Regions from separate parts of the Mus musculus genome. Here all the other regions are linked to region 3. The links are chromatin contacts, called in public HiChIP or PLAC-seq and promoter capture Hi-C maps. All regions are on one chromosome and are shown on one strand. The core of a region is the stretch at or near the end of the contact, and the rest is flanking DNA. Distances in the headings are between cores, read along the strand shown.

Region 1 (2,700 bases), core at 28-2,527, 1.1 Mb after region 3:
CTCCAGCCCGGACCCCGGGAAGAGATCTTTTGGAACAGGGAAGCCCTGCCTTCAACGCAGGTTCACCTTTCCTGGGAGGTGGCATGCCCATGACCCAAGAGTGGCTGGTAAGAAGGACCTCTTCGGCTTCAGGACCAGTGCCTGGATTTCGATGCCCCAGAGGCCCCCACCCTGCCAAGCTCTCACGTGCATGCAGGCTATCCACTTCTTTTCTTCTCCCCTCCCTCTTTGCTCTTTCTCTCTTTATCTTCTCCCTTCTCCCCAGTCTAATCCTCAACATGGAAGGCAGAGGACCTCAACCCTGCCACGCCTCAGTTTCCCCAACTGTCTGCGCCCATAACAATACACAATAGCTTTTATCTCGGGGTTGCTATGAGCTTTGGATAAGGAACGACTTGTGCAAGGGCGGGGCTCGGACCTGCACACAATGGGCACTCAATAAGTGCGGGCTTCTCTCTACTATCTTTCGCGCGCCCTCTCCTAAACAGTTCACTCTCTGCCCGTGTCCCCTCCACGCCCTCCGCTGACCCGGGCCCTGCCTCTAAGGCTCCCGGGACTGCTCCCGCCGCGCATCCGGGGCTCTCACCTGCAACCTCCGCTCGCTGGAGACTGTGGCAGGAGAAGCCCCTGTGTTCCCCTGGGAGCAAGCACCCCAAGATCCTTAACCTAGGGCGGAGAAAGGTGGCAGCTTCGACTCGCCCAGGGGTTCGGTCCGACTGTTCTGCCTGCTTGGGACCCCTCACGGTGCGCTGGACCCGGGCGGTGCCAGTACAGTTTCAAGTCCGGAGCAGTTCGGTCCAAGGCAGCTGAAGATTTGGTTCTCCAGGAGCTGGAGGCCGGTGGGCGTCCCGGCTCCTCTACACTCAAGTCCCAGAGCTGGGGCCACCTTGCGCCGACCAGGGGGCGGAGGACACTCCAGCAGAGATGGGTCAGTATGATGGGGCCGAGAACGTCCCGTCTCGGAACTCCGGATCAAGGCCGGGGCTCGAACGTCCCAGCAGCTCCAGACCACGGGGCTAGGAAAGTCCAGGCGCGGAATGCGGGGCTCGGACAAGCAGGGCAGGGCAGGGCAGGGCAGGCGGAGCGCCAGCGGCCGGAGCAAGGCGAAGAAGTCTGCCCAGGTCCCGACGCCGCTCACTCTGCAAATCTGGGCGGACCTGTGCCGGCAGCGGACTCCAGAGCTCCGGGCCGCCGCTCCACTTCCTCCTCTTACCGGCTCCCCGCTCACCGCTTGCTCAGCCTCGCGCCGCAGCCTCTGCTACTGCCGCTGTCACCCTAGCCGCCCACCCCCACCCGAGCTGCAAACCGAGCCGAGCCGAGCCGAGCCGAGCCGAGCCCTGCCGAGACAGCTCCGGAGCGCCTGCGAGCTTGGCCCCTCCCCTAAAGGGTGGGACCAACAGAAACCCCGCCCCTGGCCGGGCCGGGAGCAAAGGCGGGGCGTGAGAGACACTGCTAGGCCGGTCCCCGGCGCAGTTGGGCAGCAAGAGCCAATGGGAGAGTGGAAGAGGGGTGGAACTCTGCTGAGCGTGGTCTGGTGCCGCTGGAGAAGGACAATGAAAGCTGCGCGTAGCAAGCGAGCCAGCCGCCTGGAGATCAAGATGGTGGGCTCGGGGGCCTGGGTTGACTGTGACTGAGCACGAGGCCAGCAGTGGGAAAGGGCGAAGCATGGAGGAGGCGAGGTTAGGACTGGGATGTCCCTGGATGGCGGAACCTGGGGCGTAGCGTGATACAGCCAGCCTCTTGCTCCTCCCCGCTGCTAGGGCTCCTTGCACTGAGTAGCATTTGGGAGCAGTGCAAGGCTCTGATTTTAGGAAGCGATGCAAAAAAGTTTGTAAAAATAAAAAGCAGATCTGTTTCCCACACTTCCCCTTTCCCAGAGTTCTGCGGCTCAGGGAGGAACGTCGTTATCAGTTTCAAAAATATGAGCGGAGGTGTGTGAGGACAGCTCACTTCGAATCGTGACTTCTGTCGGCTGTGCACCTTCCCCACCCCTCCCTGTCTTTGAAGTATCCAGCGTCCTGTGTGAGGCACCGAACAGGAGTGAAGGGTTTGATATATGAATGAGTGTTGCGAGTGCGCGTGGGCAGGGCTTAAGTCACTAATTGGCTTGGGGAGCCCTAGGATGAGGCAGCCCAGCCCAGGTTCATCTGCAAGCCTCAAATCAATTTTCTGCGTGAAACCCCTTTGTCACTGCTGTGGACCAAGACTGTAGGGGGCGCATGGTGTTTTCCAGATTGCTGTTGCTGGTATAGGATTCTATCCACCAACTCTGTGACATTCCTGGACTAGACTGGCTCTGGAAGATGGCTTTAGCCTCCTAAGGCGATGCCAAGGTCATCCTTGACTACACAGTGAATGGAAGCCAGTGTGAGCCTGTCTCACAAGACATAATAATACCACCTTAAAGAAACTCAAGACACTGCAACTTGACAGTCGAATGAGTGAGGAACCACATGGGCTTAGAAGACCAAAGGAATGGCTTTCCTGACAGAAACAACAGCACTTACAAAGGACACCTCCAGAGATCTCTGCCTCGTATTGGTTAGCAGAGGCTTCCCTGAGCAGGTTACAGGCAAACTGAGGTCAAAAAAAGCTAGCAAGGTTAGTAGGAGTTGACCGTGCTCCTGAGAAATCCTGGCAGCAGTAGAGCAAAAGTCAAAGTGGGAGATTCCAGCGAGGCAGGTAGAAGGGAGTTCAGAC
Region 2 (2,700 bases), core at 74-2,573, 1.2 Mb after region 3:
CTTCGTTGCGAGTCACCATCCATGCTGGCCCTGCCTTCCTACGTGTGTCGCGCTGGTCTACACCGGACGCCTTTCCTGCCGCCAGCACCCCGGCTCCTCCAGCACCCTCCGGGTCCCGGGCATCAGCAGAAAGTTGCATGGGCCCGCGCTCTTGGCTCTGAGGCCGACGCTTGGGCACCCCGAGAACAGGTTGGGAAGGCTGCGAAGTCGCAGGGATTTGCACCGGCTTGGGGATCCAGGGATGGTCCCCGCGCCGGGGCAGCGGCCAGGCGCGGAAGTCCTTCTGGTACTGGGTCTCGCGCTCGAAGGGCGCGTCGGACGGCTGGTACTCGCTGCGCGGCCGGCAGCTTGGCTCGGGCCGCTGCACTTTCCAGGCGCGGTAGTCCTGTCGCATCACCGAGTCCGCGGGGCCTGAGCCGGAAGTGGAGGCTGAGGCCGCGCCCAAGCCCAGCCCGCTCCGGCCGGGGGCGGCTACAGTCTCGCGGTCGACGCTGGGCCCGGGCGCAGGCCCTGTTGCCCGGGCAACTGCATCCGACTCTCCCTGGGCTGGCTGCGTCTCTATGGCGACAGCACGCGAGGGGGGCGCTAACGCGGGCTGCAGCGGAGCTGGCGGCTGCGGAGGGGCGCCTGGGTGTTCGGTGGCCTCCGAGTACTTGGTGAAAACCAGCGGCACCGCAATGTCCGCCTTGTCCAGCTGGTTCCAGAAGCGGGCGATGCAGCAGGCCCTTGTGATGCACGGCCACGCCATGTTAGCCACAAAGCCTTTTTGTGGTCCTAAATCAAATCTCCAATCTCCCTTTAACCCCAACCCAGACCCGCCAATGTGGTTCCCACCGCTTCCTTCCCTTAGAAGCCCTTTGCCTCGTCCTCCACCCTCAAAGAGCACCCGGGGACAAGGTACCGCTGAGATAAAGTCCGTAAAGTCCCTCGATTGCCGGCTGCAAACGCCTGCTGCAGAGGAGCTGCTGTGGGCAGTGAAGAATAGGAGCGAGGCTCAGCGTCCCAGAGTCCAGGCCTAGGGCGTCTGGGCGCGCCCTCTCTGCGACTGCGGTGTCTAGCAGACCCCGGCAGAGCAAGGAGATGCTTGGCAAAGAGGCTGTGGGCTTAAGCCATGGCGCAGGGAAGGATCCGCAAGCAGGCTTTTATCTCCTTTCCGTCTGGTTCAGCCGGCCGCCTAGCGAGGCTTGGCAGCGGTCACCTCCAACCCAGACAGAGCAGAGAGCAAAACGGCCTCTATCTATACCCCCGGTGATGCCGCAGCCGCTGCCGCTGTCGTCTTCTGCTGCAGAGAGGCGGCCCCACCCTTTTTTGCGGCTCAGCAAGGGAGGTGGGGTGATCAAGAAAAGATGCTGAGAGTATGCGCGCTGCAGAAAAAAAAAAAAAAATCACCTGCTGTCGTCAGGGCGCGCAGCTGAGAGGTTGCCCTCTCCCTGTCCCCTCCTCCCTTCTCTCTGGCAGCTCCTCCCTTCTCTGTTCCCAGGCAACAGCAGAACTGGGTCCTTGATAGGTTCAAGTCCCAAGCTCCTGAGGACTTGCTGTCCTTGAGTTGCCAGCTTCATGTCCTAGAACCGAGTCTCCTCTCTTTCGTAAAATCGCCCCAACCAATGAATACTAATTTTTTAAGTGTAAGACCGCCCCGCCTCCATGAAATGTCTGTTTCAGACTAGATGCTTTGGCTTCTTTTAAAAATCTTTTTTACTTTTTTTTTTTTTTTTTTGGTTTTTGGCTTTTGTTTTTTCGAGACAGGGTTTCTCTCTGTAGTCTTGGCTGTCCTGGAACTCAGTCTGTAGACCAGGCTGGCCTTGAACTCAGAAAAGCCGCCTGCCTTTGCCTCCCAAGTGCTGGGATTAAAGGCGTGCGCCACCTTTTAATTATGTGCTTTTGTCTGTGTGTGGGTATATGCACATGGGCTCTGGTGCCTGCTGAGGCCAGAGGGTCAGAAGTAGATTTCCCTGGTGCTGTGCAGGCGACTATGAGCTCCCACCCCACCCCCATGTGAATGCTGGGACCCGGACTTGGGTCCTCTGGAACACCAATACAAGTTTTTAACCACTCAGCCCCTGAATAGATACTTTAAAAGGGAGAGCTGCAGTTAATTGGTCAGCTATCAGGCTGTACTTATGCTCCGTGTTGCTGGTTCTTGACCTAAGCCTATGTGTACAGGGCTTCCCCAGTTGTATGAGATTGGGAGAGGCCGGCCTGGGAGAGGCCGGCCTAGCCATACTCTGGCTGTTCCTTCTTTAAGCAACTGGGAAGCAGTGAGTCTACTCTCCCAGGATAAAATTGGTTCTTCTCCAGCCCAGATGCTGCACTGGGGGAAAGGGAGAAAAAGGAAGATTCTGGAAAGAGACCCAAGGGAGGAGGTAAGCGGCTGGATGAGAGACAGTTCCCTAGGAAAAGGGAGACCTCTTTGAGGGGATTCTCGGTTGTGTTTCTGCCTTCTTTTCTACTTTGGGGTTGAACAGATTTTGGAATCTAATGGACCTGCTTTGGCTCTGATACTCTCTTTGTGACTTGGGTTGTCTCTGGGCTGCAGTCCCCTGGGTCGGGGCGGGGGGTGGGGGGGTGGGGGGGGAGGGGTAGTAGAGCTAATAAATGCCTCGGGGTGGTTTCATGAGGAAAGTTAAGCACCCAGAGCAGAAGCCTGGAGTCCATACTCAGGGATTTGGATCCTGGCTTCTGCACTTTTGGCTCTAAGGC
Region 3 (2,700 bases), core at 91-2,590:
CATACACACCACATACACACACACCATAACACACACACACACACACACACACACACACACACACACACCATAAGCTTCTGCCCCAGCTCTGCTGTTGACTGCCAAGGCCACCTGGAACCAGTCCCCACCCCACTCAGGTTCTCCCCTTATACACTGGGGTCCGCCATCTTTACGGGCCAGAAGGTGATCAGGGATGAAGAAGGGGATTGCTGAGCTGTGAAGAGGCTCTCATCAGGGTGGGAGGAGGGGAATTTTTATTGTCTTGCTGAGCAGCCCTAGGCCCCAGGCCTGAGAGAAGGCTTCCTTAGCCGGGACTCCTTACCTGGAGGCTGCTTTGAGGTCTCAGGCTGAGGCCTCCAAGGTCAAGCTTCTCTAAAGGTGTCTCGTTCTTCAAAGCTGCCGGTGGCTACCATGGCCCGATCCCCTCGATTTTCCATAGAAAATGGCTGGGAGACGAAACACTTAAAGTTCATACTATTGTGTCCTGTGGGGGAGAGGAAGGAAGCCAAGTTTAGAAAGGAAGATTGTCTTTGCAGGACCACCGCCCTGCAAGGAAGGGTCATCTGTCACACAAGTCCTTTCAGACAGCCTTGCTGGGAGGGACCCATGCAAGGCTCAGTTCTCACTCAGAGCAGCCAGGGTCTAGGGGAAGAACTCAGGAGTCTTTACTCCCACACGTTGGCTCACTTCCAAATTTGTTTCTCAGACAGTTATGTAGACAGGCAGCTGTGCTGTGCCTGGGGGATACAGTCACAAAACTGTTGAGTGGAGCATTATATCTATTTGTGTTGAATCAGGATAAGGCAGGTCCAGTCTCCCTGTGTCCCTACTTCCACCTCCGGCAGGCAGCCACATAAGATAGTGTAACAAAGGCCAAACAAACTCCAAGGCTCCTCCAGGCACAAACAACCCTTGATACAAGAACAGGCTTTAGGGCACATGGCCCAGAGCCTCCTGGTGACAGTCATTCTGATCTTCGCTGACGTGAAAGCCCCTTCCCCCACCCCGCCCGGGTCAGGCTGGGAACATCGAGGCTGAGGGGAAGAAGTAAAGAGATGAAGGTTTTAACCTTCGACCAACTGGACGTCAGAGGCAAATAACAAAGGGCGTATTTAGGAGGAAAGAAACCTAGAGAGGGCAAATTAGGACTCCAGGGAAGGGAAAAGAAAGAGAAAAGACAGATGGAGTGGGAGAGAGCAGGTGCGGCCAGCGAAGGGATGGGGCACGCTCACCGGACCGCAGGAGAACACAGGAGTGCAGAAGGCTGTGTCCGACGGCGGGAGAGTGGTGGCTGCCCAGGAAGCTGGCGACCCGACGACACCGAGGGCGGAACTGACAGTAGCTGCGAACCCGCGCCTACAGAACTTAAGTCTAGAGGGCGTGGTCGGGGCGTGGCGTGACGAGGCGGAGCCAGGGCGGCCCACGCCCCCGGGTGAGGAGGCGTTTCCATCTGTGGTTGCCTGAAACCCCTAGGTCCCCCCAGAGGCTCCAGTCTCAGATCTTCCCCTTCTATTCCCGGGGCAGACAATCTCTTTGTGAGGACAGGCAGACTGACTGGCCAGCTGCTCTGGATCGCGACCCCTTACCCCTTCAAGTCTCCCCTCCCCCTCCCTGCAAGGCACCTGGGGACCGGGCGGAGCGCGGGCTTCGGGGACCGGAACAAACCCGGGTGTGGTGACGGGGCAAGGCTGGCGTTCCCGCCTTCTGCCGCTCCCAGTCAGGTCCCGGGGGACACTGGCACCTAACGGCTGGAGTGGGGCGAGAACACCTGGCCTCCCCTCCCCTCTGCACCGAGTGCAGCCAGGCTGGCGCCCCGCAAGGAAGAGGGCAGGGCAGAGCCTCGCCTGTTGCACTCCAGCCCAGCGAGGACAAACTCAGCAGGTGGACGGGACCTCAGCGAGATAATGGCCACGTAGGAGTGGGGGACGTGAAAGCAATACTTGGGCCCTGTGTCGGGGACTAACGTGCATTGTGGGGGTAGGAAGCAGGTCTCAATTTGCCTCAATTTGTGTTCAAGCTTTGGTACTCTCCGTCGGTTTCTTCTTTTGTTTTTATCCTCCTTAGCCCCGGAGTTTTAAGAGATTAGATCAGGGCGTGGAACCCTTTTTGCTTGCCTAGGAATTAGGCGCCCAAGAGCAGGAAGCCGGGGACCAGGGGTCCGAATATACTATAATAGAAGCTCAAGTAGGTTTGGGCTGCTGTGGAAAGTGCAGTGGGAGGAGGGGGCTGGGTGAACGTTTGTGGAAAGCAATTACTATGCATCAGGTAGGCGGCGCAGGCACCTAACGATAATCTTTCCAGGTCATCATTAACCATTATTTTCCAGAACAAGAAAGTGTGAGAGGCCCCAGACCTTAATAGGACCCCAGACCTTAGCACATCTGACTCCATGATGGAAGTACCATTCAACTGTAAAACTCAGCACACAGACAGAACCATCAATGTCCATCGTTCTGGAAAAATCTCTAAATGTACTGATCTTACCTTTTGGCTTCTGTGGTTCCACTACTGGCTAACTTGTTTTGTTAGCTGAAGTATGTCACCCTAAAACATGGGTTTTGTGCTTAAAAACGTACCCAGGAAAGGATCCTGAACACCCAGTGTGGCTTTATTAGCCAGCTGGCTTACTTTAAACAAGACTAGATAAAATAAACCTTCACTATCAAGTGGCAAAACCCCATAGCTGGTGGGTGGATAGTG
Region 4 (2,700 bases), core at 103-2,602, 1.0 Mb after region 3:
TGGCTGTGGTGCACTAGAAATGGAGAAACAGCTTCATCAGGTGACAGACCAGTCTGACTCTGTCCCATGATTAGAAGCCATCTTGTTACAAGGTCAAAATAAGTTCATTCCTGTTTTCTGTAACACTTGGGTTTGATCCTGTCGTCAACCCATTTTCTGGAATTTGACATGTTCCATACTCCATTATACCCTGACTTCCACCCTGATAAGATGTTCTGCCAAGTTCCTGTGTAGCCAACATTCCCCTGGAAATCTCTCTTCCCTTGGAAACCACCTAGTCTTAGAAATTTTGAGTTATATAAATTCCACTTCTATGTTTGATGCTATTCTTTAAAACTCCACTTTAGGGAGATAGCCCTGTCTGATAGAAAATAAAACTTGCTTAATTTGTCTAAAAGAGTTTAAGTAATAGTTTTTACTTTTGTTCCGTGGGATTAATACAGGGTGAAACAGACTCCCGTGTTTCCAGTGTGAAGTGAGCCACACACTGCAGTACAAGTTATATCAGCAGGTTCTGCCTCTGGGCAATGAACTTTTGCTTGTGTGGACATCAGGGTCTGTGTGAAGGGAAGGTCCTATGGCCTAGATTTATACTATTCAACAGTCTGTCCCCGAAGCCCTGGTGCTTTATTATTTTGACAAGCCCCTGCTGCTGGTATTCCACCCTGCTGCGAGTCAAAAAAGTTCCTGTCTCGGAAAAACAAAACAAAACAAAACAACCAAAAAATAAAATTTTTTTTTCCCACAGGTTCTAGTGGAGGTGCTCACTACCAGAAATCCTACAAATAAGCCCATCTCATGGATCAGGGTTTACCTTTGTAATAATATTAAATCTGTGTGCATGTGCGCACGCATGTGTTTTATGCTTGCATATATGTATACGCAGCCATGGTTTTCTACTGTCCCACTCACTCTGTAACTTACTGAGCCATCCAGCTGGTCCTCTAAATACATTTCAATGAAAGTTTTCATTAGCGTGAACGTGAAGGTGGTAAAATCTGTTAGTGTGTGCTTATGCCTGTGGTTTGCACCTCTAGTCTGAAGGTTGCTCTTTTCAAATTTTTTATTTATTTACGTTTTTACTTTTGAGTCAGAAACTCATAAAGGCCAAGCTGGCCTCGAATTCGCTATGTAGTCAATGATGACCTTAAACTTGTGACCCTCTACTTCGTTAGTGCTGGAACCCCAAGCTTGCTGAGTACAGAGCACTTTCAGACCGGAACTAGATGTCTACTTCCTGTTCCGCCTACATTACAGGTTGCTAGGTTACACCCCCCCTACGCCGTTTTAGACGCAAAACTTCATTTCCCATGCAAAACTTCATTTCCCATGAACACTTGCAAGGGTCGCCGCGCTGCGCGGCGTCATTGCTCCCGCCCTATATACCTACTTCCGCCCGCGAGCCACTTCCTTTCCTTTCAGCGGCGCGCGGCTGCAAGATGGCGGTGCAGATTTCCAAGAAGAGGAAGGTAAGCGTCTGGGCCCGGTTCGGGAGTCCGCCGCGGGTTCTACAAGTGCCAGGGAGGCCTGTGGCTCCGTGATCAGTCCTGTGGAGCGTCTGGGGCCGCCTGCCGTCTCTTCGAGCCTCGGATGGCCGTAGATTGTGTATTGGGCCGGAGCCGGGCGAGTGCTGTGTGCCTGGGCAAGGGAGGGACAAACTCCTCGAGTTCTGGACCGACTCGAACACCGGGCGCCTCCAGTTCCGGACTAGACACCTTTGAGCGTTTCTTGGTCTCCATAATAGTAATCCTGTGGCACAGTTAGAGGGCGTGTGCCATCAGATCTAGTCCAGTTTCTTTAGTAAGTGAAGTTTAGCAGTCCCTTCTCTTAGTCGCGTGATCCTGCAAGTGGCCATAGTTGAAAGCCTACTTACTGACTGCTGCCGTGTTCACTCGGGACCCGGAGCTGCAGCGTCCCTGTGGTTATCATTTCATGGGGGAAAAGTGTGCAGGTTGCCAGGTTTAGAAATAGATGGTCTGTCGTTTGTGCTTATGCACACAGATGATAAACCTGTTTTGAGTCAGGATTCCTCTCCTATCCGAGGTACAACTTACAGTCCCAGCTGTACATGTGCTACTTGGAGACAGATTTTTCTTTGTCTCTTGGGTGTAGATTATGCCGTAGAGCCCTTCGATGAAGAGGTGATGACGAGTCTGAGTAGGAAGTGTTGTCTTTGTCCAAGATGCCTCACTATGCTGCGTTCTGTGGCACAGCTGAAAGCACTGTGGTCAAAAGAAACTTCCTAAAGATGACCAAGAGGCATTTGTCTGAGAAGGGTTGCTGCTTTTCTGTAGGGCCATTGGGCTTGCTCTGACTAACCCTGTCTTCACCTCAGAGGTAACTTGTTTCCTTTGGTTCAGTTTGTAGCTGATGGCATCTTCAAAGCTGAGCTGAATGAATTTCTCACTCGGGAGCTGGCTGAAGATGGCTACTCTGGAGTTGAAGTCCGAGTTACACCAACCAGGACAGAAATCATTATTTTAGCCACCAGGTAGAAATACCATTGATTGTCACCTGTAAATACTGTGTGTACTGAGATGCTGTGTAAACTTGGGCCAACCAAGCAGTAAATCTGGCCTCAGTGGGTGTAACTGCTTTGTTAGAACTGCATTTGGGAAGAACTTACCTTCCATTTAACGTGTGTGCTGGCGTTGTGGTGGGCGGCAGGTGGGATCTTGAGTAAATGGTTGCGCTTCCCCT
Region 5 (2,700 bases), core at 96-2,595, 1.2 Mb before region 3:
CTTGTTCCTCATCCAGAAGTCCTTTCTTTCCAAGCGGCCCCATCTTATTAAACAAACAAGGGAAGGTCAAGGCGGTCTCCAATCTTGTTCAACAATCTCAGAGTCTGGGGTGCATGGGACAGGCAGGCACTGACAACTGAAAACCTGAGAGGTTGGGCTCAGCCAGGCCACCCTTGCAGCTCCTGCTCAACTCTAAGCAACTGAGGTAAGAAGCCAATCTGAGTTAGCTACCTCCACCTCCTCCCTCCCTCCCCCACTGCTGTAAGTCTCCAGAGAGCAACTTTCAGCCAACTCCCTGTCCCCCAAGGCTTCACACACACACCCTCCACAGTATCCAGCTCATCTTAAACATGACACTAAGCAAAACTCTAAGCAACTAAACAGACTCTGAACTCCAGGAAAGGTCAAAATATTAGAGCACTGAGAGCTTGCCTTCATTAGACAGTGGGGAAACTAAGATTAGAGAGGAACATGGGGTCAGGCTAGCACCAGAACCAAGTGTCCTCCTTCCTTGGACCTATGTACGCAGAAAAACATGTAGAGGCGGTCCCTAAAGCTGTTGAGGCTTCCTGGAGACCTCTTGAAAGACTAATGGACAAGATATAATATTGGTACATAAAAGGACCGGGCTGTAATTAGTCAGTCCAATGTCCCCAATTATACTTGTATACAAACTGATCCCAAAGAGGGTGCTAGACCTACGATGGGAAATGATGTAACTTCAGTGAGTTTTCCATCTGCTGCTCCTGGCAGCAGAAGGTAACTGGGTTTCTTCAAGGTAAGGTTATGCGGGTTTAAATTTACAAATACCTTCAACCTTCCAAAGGAGTCATGACCCACCCACCCACCTCTCCCTTGAACCCAGTTTGACCCCATAATCACCCTTGTTGGATGGATTCTTGCTGTAGCACTGAACCACCAGCGCCATGGCCAAGGCCCACATGCCCAGACCCGTCTTGTTGGGGACCCCATTCCAGCTGTCTTGTCCCGGGAGTGTTTCTTCGGGGCTAGGACCGCGTTCCGACGAGGCGGCAGTCAGGTATGGGATCTCGGTGCGTTCTCCACGGCGCCCCCAGGTGGCTGCCCCCCGTCCGGGGACGAAGGTAGAAGATGCTCCAGGGCGCACCCAAGCGGCAGCTCTCAACCGCTGCGGCTCCCCGCGGTCTCCGGTGACAACGCCACGGCCGTAAGCACCTCCCCGGCTTTGGAGAGATGGAGATTTGATTAACCCTAGGAAGAGCCGAGGCGCTGGCGTGGTTCTCCTCAACACCGCGGACAACATCATGACACCTGCTTCTAAAACCCGCTGGTGCCGGCCCCTGTGCTAGCCACGATCAACATGGCTGCCGCGGCGCGTTCGAAGACGCCGCTTATAAGGTGGGACTGCGCACTACCTCACGGGAGTGGTAGTCCACAGCCCCAGATCTTTCTCTAGCTGGAGACTAAACAAACTACATTTCCCCGAGGGCTGTGGAATGACATCACAATGACCGCTGACAGCGGAGCTGGAAGAATGTTGGGAAATGCAGTTCGGGCAGAGGGGCGTGGCAAAAAGGAAAACTCTGGTGGGGCGTGGCAATTAGGATTCAAGATTCCAGAGCCCCGTATTTGTATTAACACAGAACTTTAAGCCCTGCCTTTGGAAGGTGGGAACCTGAAAGAACGGGAATTCAAGGTCTGGGTCAAAATCACATTCTTGGTCTAGGTCAGCCCCAACTGTGTAAGATATCAAATATCAAATCAAAATATCGAAAATCAAAATACAGGAATCCTAGAACAACTTCCCTAGTGTTTAAATAAAATTGCATTTTCGATGAAGACCTGTTAAGTAACTTGTACCCCTCCCCACTTTTATTCTGAGTTGCTATTGCTTTTCAAAAAGATGTTGAGTGTTGGGAAAGGTGGTGTGTGTCCTTAATCCCAGCATTCCAGGCAAAGGCAAGCAGATCTCTCTGAATTTGAGAAAGTCTAGTTTGCATAGTGAGTTTCAAGATAGTCAGGGTTATGAGCCAGAGAGACTCTGTCTCAAAAGACTTTAAGACTGTGTGTGTGTGTGTGTGTGTGTGTGTTTAAAGATGTGTGTGTGTGTGTGTGTGTGTGTGTGAGTGTGTGTGTGTGAGATCCTTAGGTTTGGCAGCAAGTGTCTTTTATAGTTGAGCCATCTTGTTTGTTACATAATAGTGAATCTATGAATTGTGTTTCAGTTGATTCCTTCTGTAGTTAGCTGACAATTAGCTACTCATATATCTGTGTCTGGCCCCTTGTGTCTCACAGAATTACAAAACTGGGTTTGGGATTGTCTGGGGTGTTGTTTTACCCTGGCTCAAAGCTGTACCTTCCATAGAGTTGCTCCTGATCTAGAGGATACAGAGAAAGCCTTGTAGGCGGAATGCTTCCTGCTCTTGCATTAGAGCCTCTTGAGCTAGATCGAGGGAACAGTTTGTCTGGGCTGCCAGGGCTTCTGACAGGCCCAGGTACTTTGCTGGTTGGTATCCAGTGGTGCCTAGCTGGCTTGTTTGAATTGTTAAAGCAGGTTTTGGGGCTTTCCATTAGCCTGTTGGCTGAGAATAGGTCTTAAGCCTTGGTTTGCATCTGTCCCACTCAAGTCTCATGCCTGCGTTTACCTGTACATGGAGCACTCTAGCTAACATCCATTTTCCTAAGAAAGGTCAGTACATGACACTTGCCCTATTCTTTGCT

What was found. Promoter capture Hi-C pulls out the DNA fragments that hold promoters and counts their contacts. HiChIP or PLAC-seq counts read pairs in DNA pulled down with a chosen protein or histone mark. Capture Hi-C pulls out chosen DNA fragments and counts their contacts.
Region 1: a contact with region 3 is called in a promoter capture Hi-C map of liver, with 2.7 times the contacts expected there. The contact joins the promoter of Gdpd5 here to the promoter of Ucp2 in region 3. A contact is called at or near these places in 3 of 39 promoter capture datasets (liver and pre-B cells), 1 of 484 Hi-C or Micro-C datasets (embryonic stem cells) and 1 of 9 other capture datasets (adipose tissue).
Region 2: a FOXA1 HiChIP or PLAC-seq map of pancreatic cancer cells shows a contact between it and region 3. The contact joins the promoter of Map6 here to the promoter of Ucp2 in region 3. A contact is called at or near these places in 1 of 39 promoter capture datasets (liver) and 1 of 115 datasets of contacts at active chromatin or transcription factors (pancreatic cancer cells).
Region 4: a promoter capture Hi-C map of liver shows a contact between it and region 3, with 3 times the contacts expected there. The contact joins the promoter of Rps3 here to the promoter of Ucp2 in region 3. A contact is called at or near these places in 3 of 39 promoter capture datasets (liver and pre-B cells).
Region 5: a contact with region 3 is called in a promoter capture Hi-C map of liver, with 2.9 times the contacts expected there. The contact joins the promoter of Clpb here to the promoter of Ucp2 in region 3. A contact is called at or near these places in 2 of 39 promoter capture datasets (liver and pre-B cells) and 1 of 9 other capture datasets (liver).

The regions. Positions count from the first base shown.
Region 1 is chr7:99,380,095-99,382,794 of GRCm38.p6, reverse strand. It overlaps Gdpd5 (glycerophosphodiester phosphodiesterase domain containing 5), which reads right to left and starts at 1,277. Exons shown (of 18, transcript NM_201352.3): 1 at 587-1,277.
Region 2 is chr7:99,266,070-99,268,769 of GRCm38.p6, reverse strand. It overlaps Map6 (microtubule-associated protein 6), which reads right to left and starts at 1,323. Exons shown (of 3, transcript NM_001048167.1): 1 at 1-1,323. The coding sequence starts at 748. Gm26705 (predicted gene, 26705) reads left to right here and starts at 1,552. Exons shown (of 4, transcript NR_103487.1): 1 at 1,552-1,625; 2 at 2,299-2,363.
Region 3 is chr7:100,491,998-100,494,697 of GRCm38.p6, reverse strand. It overlaps Ucp2 (uncoupling protein 2 (mitochondrial, proton carrier)), which reads right to left and starts at 1,340. Exons shown (of 8, transcript NM_011671.5): 1 at 1,233-1,340; 2 at 323-484.
Region 4 is chr7:99,482,361-99,485,060 of GRCm38.p6, reverse strand. It overlaps Rps3 (ribosomal protein S3), which reads left to right and starts at 1,352. Exons shown (of 7, transcript NM_012052.2): 1 at 1,352-1,469; 2 at 2,361-2,491. The coding sequence starts at 1,440. It overlaps Snord15a (small nucleolar RNA, C/D box 15A), which reads left to right and starts at 2,129; the gene lies at 2,129-2,276.
Region 5 is chr7:101,662,396-101,665,095 of GRCm38.p6, reverse strand. Clpb (ClpB caseinolytic peptidase B) reads right to left here and starts at 1,345. Exons shown (of 16, transcript NM_009191.4): 1 at 883-1,345. The coding sequence starts at 1,285.